3 separate regions of the Mus musculus genome follow, and all the other regions are linked to region 1. The links are chromatin contacts, called in public promoter capture Hi-C maps. All regions are on one chromosome and are shown on one strand. The core of a region is the stretch at or near the end of the contact, and the rest is flanking DNA. Distances in the headings are between cores, read along the strand shown. Region 1 overlaps Tacc2 (transforming, acidic coiled-coil containing protein 2). Region 2 overlaps Htra1 (HtrA serine peptidase 1). Region 3 overlaps Plekha1 (pleckstrin homology domain containing, family A (phosphoinositide binding specific) member 1).

The links. Capture Hi-C pulls out chosen DNA fragments and counts their contacts.
Region 2: a contact with region 1 is called in a promoter capture Hi-C map of adipose tissue. The contact joins two enhancer-like sites. A contact is called at or near these places in 1 of 484 Hi-C or Micro-C datasets (Sertoli cells), 3 of 115 datasets of contacts at active chromatin or transcription factors (embryonic stem cells, extraembryonic endoderm stem cells and stem cell-derived neural progenitor cells) and 3 of 9 other capture datasets (adipose tissue, liver and pancreatic islet).
Region 3: a contact with region 1 is called in a promoter capture Hi-C map of adipose tissue. The contact joins two enhancer-like sites. A contact is called at or near these places in 1 of 15 datasets of contacts at CTCF or cohesin (CD8 T cells), 70 of 484 Hi-C or Micro-C datasets (the AML12 cell line, B cells, the Ba/F3 cell line and 54 more), 11 of 115 datasets of contacts at active chromatin or transcription factors (astrocytes, bone marrow-derived dendritic cells, bone marrow-derived macrophages and 7 more) and 4 of 9 other capture datasets (adipose tissue, embryonic stem cells, liver and 1 more).

Annotation. Positions count from the first base shown.
Region 1 is chr7:130,754,683-130,757,726 of GRCm38.p6, reverse strand. The region is part of intron 18 of Tacc2 (transforming, acidic coiled-coil containing protein 2); the gene reads right to left. Among named protein-coding and RNA genes, the nearest start is that of Btbd16, 18 kb to the left of the region's middle. Within about 2 kb of position 1,461, at least 26 of the 459 cell types and tissues checked have an H3K27ac peak or open chromatin away from gene starts, as enhancers often do. A contact at or near this core is called in adipose tissue, where this site is marked.
Region 2 is chr7:130,948,134-130,951,177 of GRCm38.p6, reverse strand. All of the region lies in intron 1 of Htra1 (HtrA serine peptidase 1), which reads right to left. Among named protein-coding and RNA genes, the nearest start is that of Htra1, 13 kb to the right of the region's middle. Within about 2 kb of position 1,552, at least 94 of the 459 cell types and tissues checked have an H3K27ac peak or open chromatin away from gene starts, as enhancers often do. A contact at or near this core is called in adipose tissue, where this site is marked.
Region 3 is chr7:130,901,689-130,904,732 of GRCm38.p6, reverse strand. It overlaps Plekha1 (pleckstrin homology domain containing, family A (phosphoinositide binding specific) member 1), which reads right to left. Exons shown (of 13, transcript NM_001346515.1): 8 at 2,488-2,556. Among named protein-coding and RNA genes, the nearest start is that of Mir7061, 5.1 kb to the left of the region's middle. Within about 2 kb of position 1,617, at least 84 of the 459 cell types and tissues checked have an H3K27ac peak or open chromatin away from gene starts, as enhancers often do. A contact at or near this core is called in adipose tissue, where this site is marked.

The DNA of each region.
Region 1 (3,044 bases), core at 212-2,711:
GGAAGAAGTAGGTCACTGGGGCCAAGTCCTTCAGGGCTGATATTGCCCTAGCTGCTTCCTGTATTTCTTTTCTCTGCTTCCTGCCTGTCAAACTATGAAATGCATGCCCTCACCACCGTGGTGGACGGATTGTTCTGGAACTGTTAGGCAAACAACAACTCTTCCTTCGGATGAGTCTGTCAGGTATTTGGAGAAGACAATGACAAAGGACCAGGCCGCTCTCCTCAGGGGCTGGCTGCGGGTCAGTCTGGTTCACCGCTCTGCTCTGGGCACACAAACCCCCGCCACACAAGTGGCCCTGCCACGGGATCCACGTGCTGCATGAACAAAGGTGGCCCTGAAGTGACCTGTACAAAGTGTTCCTGTCCCCATCTTACAGAAGGTGAAAGAGGGTTTGAACAAGGCACCTCATTTGTTCACTGAGGGAACAGCACAGCCCAGGCTCAGCCCCAAAGACAAAGCCCGGCCATGACCAAATTCTTCCCAAGCCCCCTGAGATGGACAGTCCCCACTGGGAACAGCCAGAGATTTTGATTTGGGTTATTTTTCCTTCTGTTTTCTGATAGAGCACCCTCTTGCTGTGTCTTAAGTTCAGCACATTATTACTGTGTGTCACAGTGAGGGGGAGGGGGGGTGTCACAGCCTGAATTTTACTCCAAGCCTTGAAATTTTGTGGACCCAGGGCCTTGTCAGCTGAGAGTGTGCATTAGAGCTAGCTGGAGGGCTACACAAACAGACATGGCTCCCTCCTCTCTTTTGACTCAGCAGATCGGGGTGGGGAATCTACACAAGTAACAAGCTCCCTGGATTCAGATAGAGCTGACCCAGGGCCCTGCCTGGAAAACCACTGCCCTAGGAGATGCCTATTGTCCCTCCACCCTGCCTCTATGATCCCAGGGTTCTCAGCAGCGTCCAGAAGCCACCAAGGGCAGTGGCTCTGGAGTCTGACACGCCAGCTTGGAATCCCAACTCTGCAGTGTTCTTAAACTCACTGTGCCTCCTCACCAGAACCAGAACCAGAACCAGAACCAGGGGATAGCAGTGCTTCTGGGCCATAACATTTGGAGAGGTTAAAAAAAAAGAGAATGAATACAAAGCTCTTGGTGCCCTGGGACGGCCTGGAATCTGACCTGTTATCAACAGCATCACTGCCCACAGAAGCTCTTAACATCGCCCCTGACCCAGTGGGACAGCGTCACAGTGACTCATGAAGTGCTGCCTTTTAAATAGAGAGCTTTTTAATACAAGCAATAGACTTGCTCTATCCACACTCCTAGAGGAGAGGGCACTGGCAAATTCCACTAGATGTTATTGACCGAACTTTAGCCATTTCCTTTGCTCCCAGCATGCCGTACAATGTACATTCTGGGCTGATCTGTGGTCACGTATACATTTCACCAGACAGGCTGAAGGAGCTATTTATCAAACAGAGTTCCATCTGATTTCCTGAATCTAAGATGTCGCCTAGCCCAAGCTTTCCTCTTGTCACTTTTAAAAATAGAATTGCCCGGTTCCCAGGAGAGCCAGGCAATGGCAAGTCTGCACAAATCTTCTTACTCGTGACCAACAAAGCTAGGCTCTTAAAGTCAGGAAATCAGCCTCAGCCCCCAGACAGGACAACGGGGACTCGAAACCCTGATGGGGGCTTTCTGGCGTTTGCAGGCAAACCACTATTAAATCCAATGGGGAAAGCAGCAAATACGAAAGCAAAAATAACCAAGCCAGGAAAACAAAACACAAGCAAGGGGCTGCGAGGGGTGGGCTGCGATGGGTGGGTGTCAGACGGTGGGGGTGGGGTGGGGGTAGGGAGCAGTTACTTACCAGGCTTGCCTGTTTGTTTTGCAAGCAAAGGGCAAAGAGCAACAGAAAATGGAAGCAAAACAGAGAATCAGGGCAGTTGTTAGAAAAGCAGAAACAAACAAACAAACAAACAAACAAAAAATCGCCACAATCTGGAATGCAGAAAGCGCAGAGGTTCCTTCCTGTCCTGCATTCCATGGAGCCCACTACTGAGCTTAGATAAGGCACGCTTTCTCCTGAGGAGCTGCTGAGAAGGGATGAGCAGGTGTGGCGCCTGGGTCAGAGGAACCAGGCTCTCCCTCAAAACACATGCACTCTGGTCCTAAGCTGCCAGGCTCTCAGGCCCAGGTTCGCCTTGCTGGACAGGTGGAATGAAACTGGGATGAAAACATGGAATCCAGATGAGGCCCATGGGCTTGTTTCTACATGTGAAGGGACCTACTTTCCTACGAGGCAGGCGGGTCCACCCACCTTCCCTGGGCGGTCATGTCACAGGTTGTCAACACGGAACATGAAATGTCTAGTGGCCTCACCCAGCGATCCTCCACAGCAACTGACATACAATTTTTCTGGGTTAGAAAAGCTTTGGAAAAGCGGATGAGGGAGAGGCTGGTGAGTAAGGCTCGTGACTATGCACACAGTAGGGATGTTATCCAAGAGATGATGCACTCAGCTAGGGATGCTGTAGCAGTCTCCCTGAGCCATCCTGGGGGTTCTCTTGTACACAGAAAACTGTTCAGAGTCCAAGAAAGAAATGCACCAAGCCTCTGATACCCACCCTTCTTAACTGTCCAAGATTAAAATGTTCCAACTGCGGTCAGCTGCAATTTCTCTCAGAAGCAGGAATCAGCACCTAGTAGCTTCTGTCTCACCATAATGGCAGATTCCCAGATAGGTCAGCTGGACAGGCTCTCATGCTTAGAGTCCACCAGGGGGAACTCCTGCTTCTCTGAACATCCCTAGCTGTGTGCTTGCTACAAGCTGGCTGTGGCAGCCTTCCCTCAGGCCTTTCTCCCTCAACACCACACTAGCATCTGCCAGTGTCATATCCCAAGACACAGGAGGCAACCCTGTCCACACTGAGAGAAGCCTGTTTCCTCTCCAGTTCCTTTGCCAGCTCTTAGAATGCGCAGCATGTTGAAGTTTCTATCTCATCCATAAGCTTGTGCATTTGGCTCTGATGGGATGCACCTTCCATGGGATCAATGTGGCTGAACGTAGGCCACAATTAATGCTCCCGAGAG
Region 2 (3,044 bases), core at 303-2,802, 190 kb before region 1:
GGTTGGAAAGCTCCAAGGAGAGGCATGGGTCCAAGGGAAGCTCACAGGGCTCTCCCTCTGCCAGTGACCTTGGGCTGCTTTCTCTGAAGGTCAGGGAAATCTGTAGAGCTGAGGAGGTATAAAGTGGATAGGAGATAGGCCTCCTGTGCCCGAAGGAAAGAAAAATAAGAAAGAGTATAACCCGGGAATCGCACTGAAGATGAACCACCAGGCCCATAAGCCCATAGCAGTCTGGATGGCTGTGTTCTGTATGTCCCACTCTGTTAAATTCCAGGGTCACCAGCCAGCCTGGATCCAATGCTGGGTCTGAGGTGGGAAGGCAGCAGAAACAGAAAGAAGACCTTGAACGTTCCAGGAAGCCAGAATCCCTTTTCTGAGTGGCACTGTGACTGTACATTCCAGGTTGTTGAGCACAGGATAAGGGCAAGAAGAGAGGGGCCTGGGCAGAGAAAAGACACAAAAAGAGCAGAGACAGCCAGCGGAGGTCTAAGATGAACCTGACACCAAAACCCTGTGCCGTCATCCGGTACAAGAAGGGGACAGGAAAAACACGCTCCTTCATGATCAGGGTGTGAAGTCTATGCAATGAGGATTTTGTCCACTGAGTCATCTTCTTTTTCCTTTTACTGGGGGTGGGGGCAGTCATCTGCGTAGTCCAGGCTGAATTTGTGGCAATCCTCTTGCTTCTGCCTCCCGAGTACTAGGGTAACAAATTTTTGCAACCATGTCTGGTTCCATTTTGTTTTTGTTTTTGTTTTTTCTTTCCTACCATCAAAAAATGTAGTTGGCTGAATGTGAAATGTTAAAGTTGGGCCTGGCTCTTCCTCCCAGCCCCATGCGCCCAGAAATAAGACTCGGACTCAAAATATATTTGCAAATACCTTGATCATAACTTAAAATAGCCATTTATTCCAATCTACATTCTGCCACGTGACTGCTAACCTGTGCTCAGGTACCATGGTCAGTCTCCTCACATCTTCCTGGCCAATCTCCTGCCTCTATTTCCTGCCTAAACCATAGGCCACAGGCTTTTTAATTGACAGGTGATGCATCCATACAATACACAAGATATTCTCTCTACAGTCTAGTATGCACAAAGTCCTGGGTTTAATCTCCAATTCACACACCGTGTGTAATCCCAGCACACAGGAGGTGCATGCAGGAGGATCAAAAATTCAAGACCAACCATGAGTAAATTGTGAGTTCAAGGACAACCTGGATACTTGAGACCCTGTGAGAGAGATGGGGAGGGGAGAGAGAGGGGGAGGGGGAGAGGGAGGGGAAGGGAGAGAGAGGGGGAGGGGGAGAGGGAGGGGAGGGGAGAGAGAGGGGGAGGGGGAGAGGGAGGGGAGGGGAGAGGGAGTTGGAAGGGAGGAGGGCAGAGGGAGAGAGGGGGAGAGCACCAGCCCCTGTCTTTTGCATAAAATTCCAGAGTTTCCTGTGACCTCTTTCTTTCCTCCTAACGAATAAAGAAGGAAGAGGAGGTGGAGCCAAGGCGCTTGGCCTTGATTTCCAGCCCACACTGGCACTTCCAAGCACTGGCAGCCCCTCTTTCCGGTACAGTCTCCCAGACGGCTCCACGTGGGAAAAGCTTGCCCTATGCCAGACCTCAGGCTGTGACTGCTGAAGGTAGTGCATGAGACTGCTTGCACGGGCTAGGATAAGGCTGCAGCCCAGGTGCCCAGCCACTCACTCATGGCAGGTAGAAGGAAGGGGGTTGGGTCACCCAAACAAGACTAAGGCTGTCTCCCACCACCGGCCACATCAGGACCCAACTGGGGGCATCTGGCCAGTTGGCCCGCAGCCCCTAATTGTGCTGTGACTCACAAGCTCAACCTAATTCTGTAGCTTTGGCTTTCCTGGGGAAAGGTGCCTTTTATAGAAGCATGTGTCTACGTTAAATGATGCTTTCATTAAAAAAGAAAAAAGAAAAAAAACAAGTTGCATCCGTCTCGAGGACAAGAGAAAGAAAATGATAGTAACCTTGTTCGTGTGCCCATGGTGAATGCTTGGGTCTCTGAACAGCCTGCAAGTGTCTATTATTAACTGCAGGAAAACAGCTGACAGCTCAGGTCCTACAACCTCCAACCACTTTCCCTGATAAGAGTCTGGCTCCAGGACTGACCCTCACAGACTTCTCAAATGAGCTCTCTTCCTGCTCTTGATTCCTCTGGTTGTTTTGTCTGGGGCTGCCTAGATGCTCAGCCCCTGAAACTCCAACCTCCGGGGCAGAGTTGGGAGGTGGGGCCCAGGAGGCTGTTTCTCTAGAGGCAGGAAAACTGGGTCTAGAGCCCAGAGAAGCACCAATGCCCGCTTGCCAATGAGCTGCAGTTCCTGTGGACAAGCCAGACAGCAGAGGGTCTTACAAACCTGAGATGTACCCCAGAAGGAAAGGGGGTTGGGGTTGGGGGGCTGGGTTCAGAAACAAAGCACTTCCTCTTTCTAGGTCTCTTGCTGGTTAAATGAGGGAAGCGGCGAGACCATTTCCAACATTCTTTCTTTAATTACAAAAAAGTTGTATGTTCTAATAACCTGAAAAGTACAGTTTGTGATCTTTTCAATGTGGGATTCTCAGCCTTATGGAATATTTAATTTTGGTTTCATAGCCACTAATACATTAATACCATCTGAGCAGTTTAGACTGTCAAAGTGACTTTCAGGGCTGAGTTTATGTATCCCCCAACAGGGAGAGATGTCTTCCCATAACCACACAATGAGAAGGTTTTTTTTAGTCATAAAAATGATAACATGATGCCATCTGACAGAGGCCAGTCACAGCAGACCACATTATAGGACCCCACTTGTAGAAAATGTCTTGGAGAGGCAAATTCCCAGGGACAGAAAGTAAGCTGGTAGCTGGCTAGAGCCAGGCAAAGGGAAATATGGGTGCTATGCTTATTTTAGAGGTAGTGAGAATATTCTGGAACTAGGGATGATACGTCCACATCACCAAGGACATATAAAAACCCTATATGTGAATTATGTCTTGAAAATGTTGTCATTAAAATCAAAGCTAATAATAATGTCATGTTTCTACTTTCTTT
Region 3 (3,044 bases), core at 368-2,867, 150 kb before region 1:
GAAGCTCGGTTTCTGGTTTCAGTGACAGTCACTAAGCAGCAGACTTGTTCATGGTGGACCACTAGGACCAGTAAGTATTCTACTGAGACACTTGGAGCCTATCTATGCAGTACTTGATTTTAAGATTTTAAAACAAAAATCTCCCACTGGTCTTACAAGTATCGAAGATTCTTACCTGAAATCATTATTGGCATAGCTGCCTGCCAAATGGTGATTTTTCTAACATCATTCACCTACACAGAATTTGAAGAAATACTATTTCTTCTCTCCACTTATTTTCTCTGAGGACAGTGGGTATGGGAGCTTTTCACTCAGACGCAGCCTCCTCATGACTGGTGAGTACTATCCGTGCACTCACACCTGTATCCCCCGAAGCTTGAGTGACACTGAGCGTCGTCACGGACTTCTGAAGACCTTTAGTGATTTGTAGTGCTTAGGAGTGCTGCGGCTCTAACCCAAGGCCTCACTCACACACACACACACTAGCCATGCACGCTGCCACTCCACTCCACACTCAGCGTAATCTTTCCGAATGAGCCGCTTGTAATTCCTGTTTGTTTTTCTACCAGAAAGTTCTCCCCACCTTTCTGTCTTTCTTGAACACTGAACCAATCATGAATTTACAAAAGAGCCTAAGAACAGCCGCTTGGAGCTGAGCTGCTGCAATCCGCATGCTACCCTGAAGTGCTCACGTTACTGCCACCAGTCAGCAGGTGGGTCACACAGCCCTACAGGGACAGTGTTCTCGCTGTCTCTTTCTGTTTAGTGTAGAAGAGTTCCTCACTCCTCTAGAAAGAGGAACAGACTCCTGCAGATGACAGCCATTACTGTATTTTGTAGGCTGCCCCCTCCCTTGGACGTGGCTCCTGTGACCTGGGGACTGAACGCAGACTATCCTGTTAGCAGGGGCAGCACAGGACTGACGCACTGTGCGTTTCCTGCTCTCCCGCAAGGTTCCGACATTCTCGCCACCACTGAATTCATCGAACCTGACTGCCCGGTGGGCGTGGTGCTGCCAGCCTTCTTCCTGTACAGCTGCTCTCCTCCCACTGTGCTGAGTGGTTATTTCAGATCGCTGTCCCACTCCTGTTTAGCATCTTGTTATTCCTTCACTGTAGCTACAAGAGCTCAGTCACCACCCATCTACTCATATCTATCTGAGCACACAGAGATATATATTTGCACTGTAATACGTTATAAACATTGTGTGTTTTGATACTCTCGCTGCCCATGATCTGGTAAGGGGACTATTTGTAAGGTGACTACTGGGTGACTAGCATTTTCTCAGCATGTTCTTGCTTTCTGATGTAAGACATTCCAGCCAACCGTGCATTTATTTCTCTTGCCCGGCCACAGAATCTGCCATTTCTCCATGAAGTCTGGGTTCTTTTGGGAAGAAATGATCATTTTCTTAAGACACGGAGCTACAGTATATTTTATATTTAAATGCACTCACACAAGAACATATATTTATGTCTATGTCTGTTAAGTTATAGCAAGAAGCTGTGCTTTTATCCCAAGAACCTTGGTTTCTATTATCCTTGATATATTGCCTCATTTTATTGACAAGTATGCATGTGACCATTCTAGTCTGTTACTTCCCACTTTCTGCCCTTGGTTCTTCAGGCAGGGAAAGACAGCTTCCTCACTGCACATGGGCTCTGACAGTCTACAGCAGACTATATAGGTTGCTTCTGGCCTTTATAGCTTTCTAAAATAACTGACCCCTAAGATGCTCCCAATACAGAACACTGCCTATGAGGAACTGTAAATTTAAATTACTAAATGAAATTGGTTTTAATTTTGAAATGAAATAAACTCACTTCCTTACCACACTGGTCACATTACCAGCACCCAAAAGCCACACACAGCCTACACAGAACAACACAGGCATGGAACATATGTACCAGGGCAGGAAGCTAATCTGGACAAAGTTGTTCTGATGCCCTCATTCAGAGTATGCAGCATATGAAAGCCCCACAGTTTTATAGAAGAGGGGGATTGACATCTTAATGGTGCATAACTCAAACAAGGAAGGAGGGAGACTCAGTCTTTGACTCTGCCTTTAGAAAAAGCTATCTCAAGAGAAACAACTTAAGAGGTGATCTGAAACAGGAAAAGAGCAAGTTAACATGCAGCAGGGGAGAGGAGGTTGACAGACATGCAGAGGGCTGAATGTTGCTTTTGGAGGATTTCCTACACCTCCTCTTCTAATGTCCCTCTGACAGAGAGTTACATGTGGGGCTGTCGAGAATTTTAGATCTATCAAGATGGAACACTTCCTTGAAGGTAGTTTTACTTAAAACATATTTAAGAAATACATAACTAACCGAATGCATTACAACCAAATAGACTGAAATACGGGTGCACTTAAAACCAGAACTGGGCCATTAGAAAACCAGAATGGCACACAAACATACAATCACACAAGCACTGCAGTGTGACCTGCCAAGCACCTGGAGGCATATGTATGAAGCGACTGCATACCAGTTCAGATTTGAAGTAGCCTATTGTGTTTTCATCCAATTGAAAATATCTTCTCTTCCAGTTTTTCATCTACCAGAGAAGAACAGACAGAGGCTTCAAAGAATGTCAAATGTTCATCACCCTTTAATCATTCCAATATGAACCCACAATCCAAAATGCCAAGTACTCGGAAACAACACCCCATTCCGAAGGGAGATGGTTAATGACCCCTTTCCCTGCTAACCAAGCCTTGAAGGACGGTCTTGGCCTTGGGCAGCTCATTCTCAGAGTTTATGAGTAACTCTGATATTTCACGATTTTGATCTGGAACAGTGGAAAAGAAAGAGGTGTTCACCTCTTCCCTTCTTGTCAGCCCAGCCCACAAGGTAAAAATCAGCATGGGAAATGTCATTAACCCGTCAGGTCTCTCTATCTACAACATGCATGAGTCCTTTCTCAAATATTTCATATTTAACAGGTCAACAATAAATACAAAATAGAGCAAACCCATGTAGAAAATGTTTAATACCCTTTTATACAAATATTCTTATCAGTGTTTAAATACCCTAAATCATCTG